Regions from separate parts of the Mus musculus genome. Here region 1 is linked to region 2. A link is a contact called in public Micro-C data. All regions are on one chromosome and are shown on one strand. Each heading gives the region's core, a stretch centred on a gene start, on an enhancer-like site or on the middle of the called end of the contact. The rest is flanking DNA. Distances are from core to core; before and after follow the strand shown.

Region 1 (4,958 bases), core at 387-2,886, 220 kb before region 2:
TAGCTTGTGGTAGGGTCTTTTTGCTTGCTTGCTTGCTTGCTTGCTTGCTTGCTTGCTTGTTTGCTTGCTTGCTTGCTTGTTGTTGGGGTTCTTATCTGATGGCAAACACAAGTCTAAAATTCTCTGCACACATGATCTCACTTGCTTTTAAAATACAAGGCAGATGCTAATATCACAATTTTGCAAGTGAGAAAGAAGAGCAGTTAGATATTTCGTCCTTCCCTATCACCCACCTCATGCAATCTATTTCCAAGACGCGTTGCCAAATGGCCAGCTATGAAGACTTATGCTTTCACCCTTGTCCTCACCTCTTTAAGTACCAGGCTCACTGTCCCTGTCACTGCAGATACCCTCTGCTCCTACTCTGTTTCTCTAATCCATTTTATCTTTAAATTTTCTTTTCATGGGAGCTGGAGAGGAGAGATACCCCAGCAGTTAAGAGCACTGGCTGTTATTCCAGAGTACCAGGGTCAAGTTTCCAGCACTCCTGTGGCAGCTCAAAACCATCTTTACTCCAGTCCTAGAGCAGTCAATACTTTCTTATAGCCTCTGTGAGCACTGCACACATGTGGTACACGGATATACATTCAGACAAAGACTCGTACACATAAAACAAGAGTAAACAAAACCTTTAAATTTTCAGCTTTTCGTTACATTTATTTATATCTTCTTTGTGGGTAGGTGGGTACATGTGTGGAGGTCACAAGACAAATTTGTGGACATTCTTTCCTTCCGCCATGCAGGTGACAGGGATGGGACTCAGGTTGTCCGGCTTGGTGGCGAGTGCCTTAACCCATCGAGCCACCTTGCCAATCTTTTAATCTGTTTTCTGCCTTGCCCTTTGTATTCCTGAGAGAGCTACCAGAGCACCACTATGTTACAGCTTCGTCATCGAGTGACTGACTCTGTTGCCATCACAGAAGAATGCAATACAAACCCTCATCACGGTGCAAAAGCCCTTCGTGGTGAGGTTGCAGATCGCTGCTGCATCTCACACCCACTCTGTTCCTACTCCCCTTTGGCCCCTTTTCTCTGGTGTCTTACTAAGCAGGCAAGTAAGACTACTCATGACTAACGAATACCCTGTACACTCGCTCCCTACCGCCTTTGCCTATTACCAGCGTTCAGCTGCACTCCTGAGACACTTGGCCTGCATTTAAATCTTAACAAGAACCCTAGGAGGCAAACACAGCCATTCCCCCCCCCCCCCCAGATAAGGAAAATAGTGTAGAAGGGCCCACTGAGAAGGCTCACAGCTAAGGGTGGGCAGGGGTGGCTTTGTTGACCCAGGCACATTTCCAGCAGGCTTTCTTCTTCCCTCTGTGGTGACCTAACTTCTCTGGCTACCTGGTTGCTTCTTAACCTGCATCACCAGTTCCCTGCAGGCTGGAGCTGTGCATGTCTAACCCGCACTGGTTGCTTCTGATGTTTGCGTTGAATTACCACAGGAGGACCGGGGAAGTGTTCCAGAGAAATTGGACCATACTAGTTCCACCTAGAAGGTGGAGTTCACTGCTCTCTGAGTCGCTACCAGATTTAAGGGAGACTTATGGGGACAGCCCGGCCCAGGCTAAGAGCCCACTTACCGGAGGTGTTCGCTACAGCAGCTGGTTTCTAGTCACACCCGCCCAAGGACTCCGTTTACTGCGGTTGCCATAGCAACGTCCCTCCGCCTGCTGGTAGTGATGTTGGGGGAGGGGAACAGCAGGCTATTAGGCGCATGCGCAGCATCCCCCAAGGTTTTTGCCTAAACTGAGGTGTTGCCACAGAGTCGTCCGTGTGCCCTGGGGAAGAAGCTACTGCGACACCCCCCACCCTCAGGAAACAGAAGCCCAGCATTCCAACAATTTATGAACCAGATGACAGAGTATTTGGGTACTTGCCCAACTTTCCAAACCGGCCAAAGGGTCCTAAGGCAATTATTTGCCAATTAAAAACAAAACTTAAAATGGTGTGGTCTTGGCTGCAGAAGGCAGCTTCCAGATACATCAACATCGAAGACGAGTATTTTCTAAAGCTTACCTGTGTTTTTTAAAAAGTAAATAAGGGTTGTGTTGTGAATTCTTGCTGTAGGAGGTGGGCAGCAGCAAGAGGATTAATTTTGGGTTTTTGTTTTTAATCTGCAAGGTATGTATTGGACAAAGGACTTGTATATAAAATATATGACGAGCTCATTCCTGTTTTGTTTTGTTGTTTTTGTTTTTGTTTTTGTTTTTGTTTTTCAAGGCAGGGTTTCTCTGTGTAGCCCTTGCTGTCCTGGGACTCACTCTGTAGACCAGGCTGGCCTCGAACTCAGAAATTCGCCTGCCTCTGCCTCCCAAGTAATGGGATTAAAGGCGTGCACCACCATCGCCCGGCTCATGCCTTTAATAAAAAGGCAAATAACCCAACAAAAACTGAACAAAAAGTTTTGAAGCTACTTTATGAAAGAAGGCATACAAATACCAATGAACAGACCAAATAGGTAAGGCATCACTATCAGGGATGAAATACAAATTAAGATGCAACAACTCAGCCACCGAGAAAGAAAAAAAAGACTGACCAAATACTAGATAGGATTAGTAGTAACAAGAGAAGGTATGTGTGACTAGTGAGAGTATAAATGGGATGTCAGAAAACCACTTAATTTCTTGAAATTTAATCATGCATTCTTATGTAAGGCAGTAATTCATCTCTAGTTTTGCATCTAAGACAAATGAAATATTTAATCTCCTTCATAGTATGTTTATTTGTAACAGGTTAAAGTTGGAAACAAGTCCAGGCATTTGGTATCGGGACACTTAAGTACAAAATTATGGCACAGTCATACAATCAAATACTAATACAGAATACAAAGGTTTATCAATTGACACACATAACGTGGGTCAATCTCAAAATCATGTTGAATGTGAGAAGCCAAAATAAAGATACTGTTGTTAATCCTGAGATTTAACAGGAAAAAACCAATTGCACCATTTTAGGCCAAACTTGAAGCAAGCTTTATTAAATATTAAATACTGACCAAGAGATGGACTTTGGTCAGGACCACTCCCTGGAACTTCCCAGCTGAGTGGCTCTGAGACATCTATTGCAGGGGTTTATAGGACAACCCCATAGGCCACAGTACTGTGTCATGAGGTTTTTATTATATTCCAAGAACCACAACTCCCAGCATTCCAGGAAGTTACCTGGTCCTTGGGCAGGTGGGGCTTACAGGTTAATTTCGGGCATTACTGTATTTTCTGAATGACTCCATTTATATGAAATTCCAAAATAATCTTTGGGGACAGGAACCACATGTATAGTGTTTCCTGCTGGTGTACAGGTGGTAGGGCTGACAGAGATGGACATACAAGGTCAGAGGGATTGGTACTTTATATGCATCCTAAAATTGACTGGTAAATTAAGGTCTAAGCATTTCACTGTACATACATTGTATGGTAACTACAGCATTTAAAAGGTAGAGGTGGCCCACGTAATTTTACAAGCCAGATACAGTTTTCAAATAGACAATATTAATTTCAACACTAAGGCTGAGGAGGTATATGAATAACTATTAATTCACGAGGAAAAAGTATCAGGGTTCTGAACAGGGTGATTTTTATTTTATTTTATTTTATTGTTTGTTTGTTTGCTTGTTTGTTTCCAAGGCAGGGTTTCTCTGTGTAGCCCTTGCTGTCCTGGAACTCACTCTGTAGACCAGGCTGGCCTTGAACTCAGAAATCCACCTGCCTCTGCCTCCCAAGAGCTGGGATTAAAGGCATGCGCCACCATTGCCCGTTTTGGACATCTTTTGATAAGACATTTAACTTCGTGGCCTCTAGTTAAGAGCAAATATTATTCTCCGTTATCTTCCCCTTTGACCCAGAGATAATGCTCTGAGGTCAGACATTTCTTCCCTACCCCATTGAGCAAGAAATTTCCCCAGTTACCCAGGAGTCTCCAATTTATATCCAAAGTTTATAGAACATGAAGCCACGGAGCCAACTGCAATTCCACATGTAGCAGTTCACAAGGTCTGACCCTAGAGGGCGCACACCCCTCAGCCGTGTGCCTTCTTCAAGCTCATATCCCATCATGCTCAGCTGCCCAGGAAGCCTCGCTTGCATCCATGCAGGAACGTTTCCCATCAGTGACTCATTGACTCTCCTAGTCATAATCTAGCTAATTGAGAGCTCAGTTCATTCTCCTTTGTCCTCGTTTCTAGGATTCTAGTTTTACTAAACCACCCACACCCCACCCCCAAGTTCCTTACAGTTTGGAGACTTCTAGAGAAGGTTTTTCTTCACGAATGGAAAGGAAATAGGCACTGCTGACAATACTCTATTTCCAGTGTGGGTGAGACCTTTAGAGCTGTATGCACTGGACCGCAACCAGGAGACAATGAGCCATGAAGGCTAAAACCGTGGAGGGTCTAGCAGACTGGGTTCTTGACCACATGCCTAAGGCAGGGCACCACATTTGGACAGTTTTATTTCTGCATTTTTGTCCTAATAAATAGAAGTACTAGTTGGGACACAGAAAACATCAAGGGAGGATCTATATGCATAGAAAGAATTGTCCTCAAAGCATATAGGAAAGTACAGAAAAGAAGCGGCTAACTCCAGAGATCAGCTCTGTTCTAAGCCAGGTCTTATATATAAGTCCAGCTCAGTGGATTAGATAAAAGCAGAGGTCTAAAATATTGACAGAATTCAATTTTTTGTGATTTAACTTGTTAAATCAGTCTCTCCTCCATTCGTGTGTGTGTGTGTGTGTGTGTGTGTGTGTGTGTGTGTGTGTGTGTGTGTGTAGAACATTCAGAACATGCACACCCGTGCATGCAACAACAGCATTAAGAGGGAAAAAATAAAATATTCAGATTGAAAATAATGACTTTCAAGACCTAAAAGGTATATGTTGGAGGACGGGGCCAAAATTAAAGATTAGGAAAACATAAAAACATGTGCTTAAGTGGAAACTTCAAGTTTCTTTGGAAA
Region 2 (4,960 bases), core at 2,381-4,880:
GACCAGGCTGGCCTCAAACTCAGAAATCCGCCTGCCTCAGCCTTCCGAGTGCTGGGATTAAAGACGTGCGCCACCATGGCCGGCTCAAAGAGAGTTTTTTAAACAACATGTAGTTTGAAAGTTCAATGAGAGCTTATCACAAAAACACGCTGAGGTATAGGAGCCACTTTTCCTAGATTAGCTACCACCCCTCATAAGACACTTCTCTTTAAAGCAAATGGAGACCATCACAAAAGCAAAACAACAAACAAACAAACAAACCAAAAAAACCCCACCACAACAGGACACAATGCAGAGATCAACCGATTATGGGGAGCCCAGCCCCAGCAGGTGCATCTCCACCACAGTTCCTGCATCTGTGGTCTGGAAACATCATGGAAGAGGGGTAGGAAGGATCATAAGAACCAGAATATCAGCAGATGGCAGTGAAATGGTCTCTCTTAGAAATGGCTGCAAAACCCAGATCAGAACAATGGTGATCTCAATGGACATGCTAATGTGGAAGGAAGAAAATCTCATCATGTTCCCATCCCTATACAAAAAAAATTACAGCAACTAATGATCATTGGGAGAATTAGCCTCATCTAGGATAACCCCTCCCCCAACCCCAAACTGATTGTCCAATTCAAAGTTGTCAAACTTGACCTGTCTCCGGTGAGGCTTTGCCAGTGCCTGGCAAATACAGAAGTGGATGCTCACAGTCAGCTATTGGATGGAACACAGGGCCCCCAATGGAGGAGCTAGAGAAAGTACCCAAAGAGCTGAAGGGATCTGCAACCCTATAGGTGAAACAACAATATGAACTAACCAGTACCCCCAGAACTCGTGTCTCTAGCTACATATGTAGCAGAAGGTGCCCTAGTTGGCCATCATTGGGAAGAGAGGCCCCTTGGTCTAGCAAACTTTATATGCCTCAGTACAGGGGAACGCCAGGGCCAGGAAGTGGTAGTAAGTGGGTAGGGGAGCAGGGCAGGGGAGGGGGTATAGGAGACATTTGGGATAGCATTTGAAATGTAAATGAAGACAATATCTAATAAAAAAAATCAAACTTGAAACTATATAAGAACCACCAACAAAAATAGACTCATCTGGGTGGTGGTGGCACACACCTTTAATCCCAGCACTTGGAAGGCAGAGGCAGATGGATCTTTGAGATCAAGGCTAGCCTGGTCTACCCATGGAATTCCAGGGCAGCCAAAGATACACAGAGAAACTCTGTCTCGAAAAACAAAACAAAACAAAACAAAACAAAATTTGTTGTTGGCTTGGTAAGATGGCTCACCAAGTACTTGCTGCCAAGCCTGCCAAGTTGAGTCCAATCCCACACAGCAGAAAACTGTCTCTCAAGTTGTCCTCTGACCCCGCATCTATATACTGCAAATGCAGACCCACCCCCCCTCTCAATAATGTAATTTTTAAAATCTAAAACTATTCTTGGTGTGAGGTATGAGGGCACACATCTGTAATTCCAGCACTTGGGAGATAAAAGCCTGAGGATCGCTACAAATTCAAAGTCAGCCTAGGAGCAACGAGAGATCCTTTATCACACACACACACACACACACACACACTCACGGTATATGTGCACTTACATACCAAAGATTTCATATTTAAGGGATCTGTCACTACAATTACTTGATATAGAGGAGAAACACCCAAGTTAGCAACAGCAGGGATCTAAATTGCATTATCTGAGTGGGGTCCAAAGGTTCACATGGAAGGTTGTGGGGCAAAAGTTGAATACACAACTTAAGGCTTGCCAAGGAAAACCCTGGAATACAAGCAGAACAGCCTGGACATTGTACCAAGCTTAAGGTAATTTTCAGCCCTGGCTGCTGAGCAGAATAGCCTGGAGAGTTTTAAGAGGTATACCACAGCCTGCCTCCCTCCAGATCAAAGGTAAAGTCTGGGAAGGTGACTGTAACAAACAATCCAGTTAAGAAACCATTGGGCTTGACCACAGGAAGGAACAGCGTGAGATAACATTAAGACCTGGCTTTACTGCCAGGGGTTCCAAGCTTGCTATCTGTGGAAGCTTCTCTTCTAGCTGGAGTTAAACAGTGCGTGCATGTGCATGTGCAAGTGTGTGTGCGCGCGCACATGTGTGTGTTTCATACAAAACTAGCTCACTGTAAAATCTTTTTTAAAAAAACTTCTGTGATGTTCTATAGACGACTAGGGTAGAAAATAACTATTCTAGGTGGCCCTTACCACACTGAATGGAAATGCTTTTGTATCAAAAGAGTTCTACATTTCATCAATGCACAGACTACTACAATCACCAAACTACTAAAGCTAATCTATACAAAAGTCATAATGTTTAGACTACTGCCCAACCTTTTGACATTGTGACACAAACTTGTCTTTACAAGGTTCACTCTCTGGAACCATACAATGAAATTAAGAAAGGAAAAAAAGAAACCCTCAAGGGATTGGATATGTTTTCAATTTTGGGTTGGACCACTTTTATGTTCATTCTGGGTCACAAGTGGCTGTTGGCCTTTGGCATGCTTCTTGATACAGCTTTCATTCACAACTCTTGGCTTCTCAATGAATCTTCCTCAGTTTGCAACAAATACGTTGTGTATTTCCCAAGCAAATGGAAACATAGTATCCATACAGCAAGTCAAGTGTTCTGAGGGAAAGGAAAAGGTCACCGAGGAAACTGTCGGCCCTGCAAAGAGCAGATCTGACTGGCCATGGGGAAAAGCTACTGCAGGGTCCACTTACTCATCAAAGTTTCCTTTAAGACTCTGCCACTGTTACCCATAAAGTCGGCCAGACCTATCATGTTTGTTAATTCACTCAACTTAGTGGTAAAATGTTATCTGAACATTAGTTGGTTTTGGCAGTTAGTTTTTTGTGGTCTCTTATCTACAGATGAGGTCAATAAAAGCAAAAAAGACCCCACAGAGAGAAGAGAACTCTATCCCCAAAATGCCCAACCTCAGCCAAGCGTCCAGAAACCTCATGCTTGTTCAGGAAATTTGAAATCGGACAAGAATGCCATTCGCATGGACCAGTGCTATTCAGAAGCAAAAAGATGGGCTTCTAAAAAGAAAACGTCAGCCTAACTCTCCGACACAGAGGTGAAAGTTACAAAAGCAAGCAGCGAGTTTGACGAGTGGATCAGAAGGAAAGTCAGAAGACAAGTAAAGAGATGGAAGGGATGGCAAAAGGTGAAGGAGGCTAGCAAAGGCCACCCGGTGGGGACCTGGCTGCCCAGCTCTTTATGCACCCAGGACAGCATGGGGCCTCTGTCCGCCGGCGCGCACCGGGAGCAGGGCGAGCTCCCTCAGGCCTGGCACCCAGGGTGCGAGCATGCCGGAGTGAAGAGAGCGATCGCCCCGGGATAGGTGGGGAGTTCTGGGGACCCCAGGAACGAGGGGCACTCAGCCTAGCCCTCACCTCCCGCGGCTAGGAGGGGGTGGGTGGAGCTGAGCCCGGGGCCGCCCCCCGGAGCCGCCCCCGCAGCCGCGGTCCCGGCTGTCAGCGCCCCCTCCCGCGGCCACTCACCCGCCGGTGACGCGCTCCGGGCCACGGCGGCGGCGACCCCCGCCTGGGTCATGGTCCCAGGAGCGGAAGGCAGCGGTGTCTGGCCGTCTAGGCGAGCCTCTGGGTCCGCGGCCGCCCCCTGCTTCTGCGGGGCTGGGGGAGCGCGGGCCCGGGCCCTCCTCTCCCCCCGCCCCCGCCGCCTCTCCTCGCGGCCACCGCCGCCGCAGCGAGCCCGAGCCCTCGAGGCCGGAGACCCGGCGGCAGCACGGCCTCAACTTTCCCAGCCCCCCTCCCCCCGCCCCTCCCGCCCCTCCCGCGGCCGCCGCTCGGCACGCGCACAGCCTAGCCTGGATGCGCCTCGCTCCCGCCCCGACCAACCGGCCGGCCAATCCGGTGCTGGGGAGGCTGCCACCGTGGCCAGTCAGAAGCCGGGATTCCGCTGCGCTAGGCTGGAGGGCGGGAGGAGAAGGAGGGAAAAGCTAGGAGGGAACAGGCCTCGGGCGGCCCAATGACCAAGGCCGGGGGGCGGAGGTGTGCAAGTTGGGTTGAAAGAACAGGAAATATTCTTAAAGGTAGAGTGACAGGCAGAAAGGAAAGCCAGTAGGTGGATGAGAAAGAGGTGGGCCTGGTTCCTTAAAGGGGACGCTTTGAGAAGCTAGGAAAAAAAAAAAAAAAAAGAGGTTTTTAAGAAACTTCCTCGCACCCTGTTCTGTATTATGCTTATGGCAGCTTTCAATGCAAGCGTAGAAATGAAAAAAACTGAAGAGGAGGAGAGTGGCAAAAGATAGACAAGTACCTTTAGCCTGGAGGGTTAGAAGGTGGTAAATGAAGGTGGAAAATCCAGTCCTATGTGACTTCCCTCAGTGCACTATCTTTGGATATTGGAGACTGCAGGAATTCGTATACGGTGGACTCTTGACGTCCTTTATTTGCACGAAGCCCGTTTTCAGAAAGGTTCTGCAGTCCCCTGCTAAGGAAGTGAGTGCGTGGCTTTGGGGGATGGGATTGGAACCTTAAATTTAGGCTACTAGACACCCTTATTTAGGACCGGAGACCTCAGCGTCCTCTAAAGTGCCTTTGGAGCTCTTGAACTATCCAGCTATCTTTTTCTAGTTTTGTTTCATTTCACAAGCCCGCCTCCCCGAGACAGGTGTCTGATTCTCCACCTAGTGGTGGTGAAAGATTTATGAGCTTTTCACAACCAGATATAGCCAATTGGACTGGAACGCAGGGCATAATAGAAATACTACTTGAACCTATGTACAGTAGAAACAGACCTTGCATTGAGAAAAAGGTTAACAGTAACCCCGTTTTATGTTTCCTCCGCACTTTGAAAATCTGTGATAAAATAGGCCCTTACTGTTACTTCAAATTTGGTGCTAATAGGCAGTTTGATTTCTTTTTCACTTCCTTGTCCCATCTGGGCCAGGCCAGTGAGTTTTTTTGTTGTTGTTGCTGTTTTTCG

What was found. Hi-C and Micro-C count contacts between places; a contact is called where the count stands out from the background.
Region 1: a contact with region 2 is called in a Micro-C map of embryonic stem cells, with 2.8 times the contacts expected there. The contact joins the promoter of Cfap44 here to the promoter of Usf3 in region 2. A contact is called at or near these places in 19 of 39 promoter capture datasets (the 3T3-L1 cell line, 3T3-L1-derived adipocytes, the C10 cell line and 11 more), 4 of 484 Hi-C or Micro-C datasets (the N1E-115 cell line, embryonic stem cells and nephron progenitors), 3 of 115 datasets of contacts at active chromatin or transcription factors (extraembryonic endoderm stem cells, forebrain and memory CD8 T cells) and 4 of 9 other capture datasets (adipose tissue, liver, macrophages and 1 more).

Annotation. Positions count from the first base shown.
Region 1 is chr16:44,391,477-44,396,434 of GRCm38.p6, reverse strand. It overlaps Cfap44 (cilia and flagella associated protein 44), which reads right to left and starts at 1,636. Exons shown (of 35, transcript NM_001033247.1): 1 at 1,587-1,636.
Region 2 is chr16:44,172,067-44,177,026 of GRCm38.p6, reverse strand. It overlaps Usf3 (upstream transcription factor family member 3), which reads right to left and starts at 3,630. Exons shown (of 8, transcript NM_001029889.2): 1 at 3,517-3,630.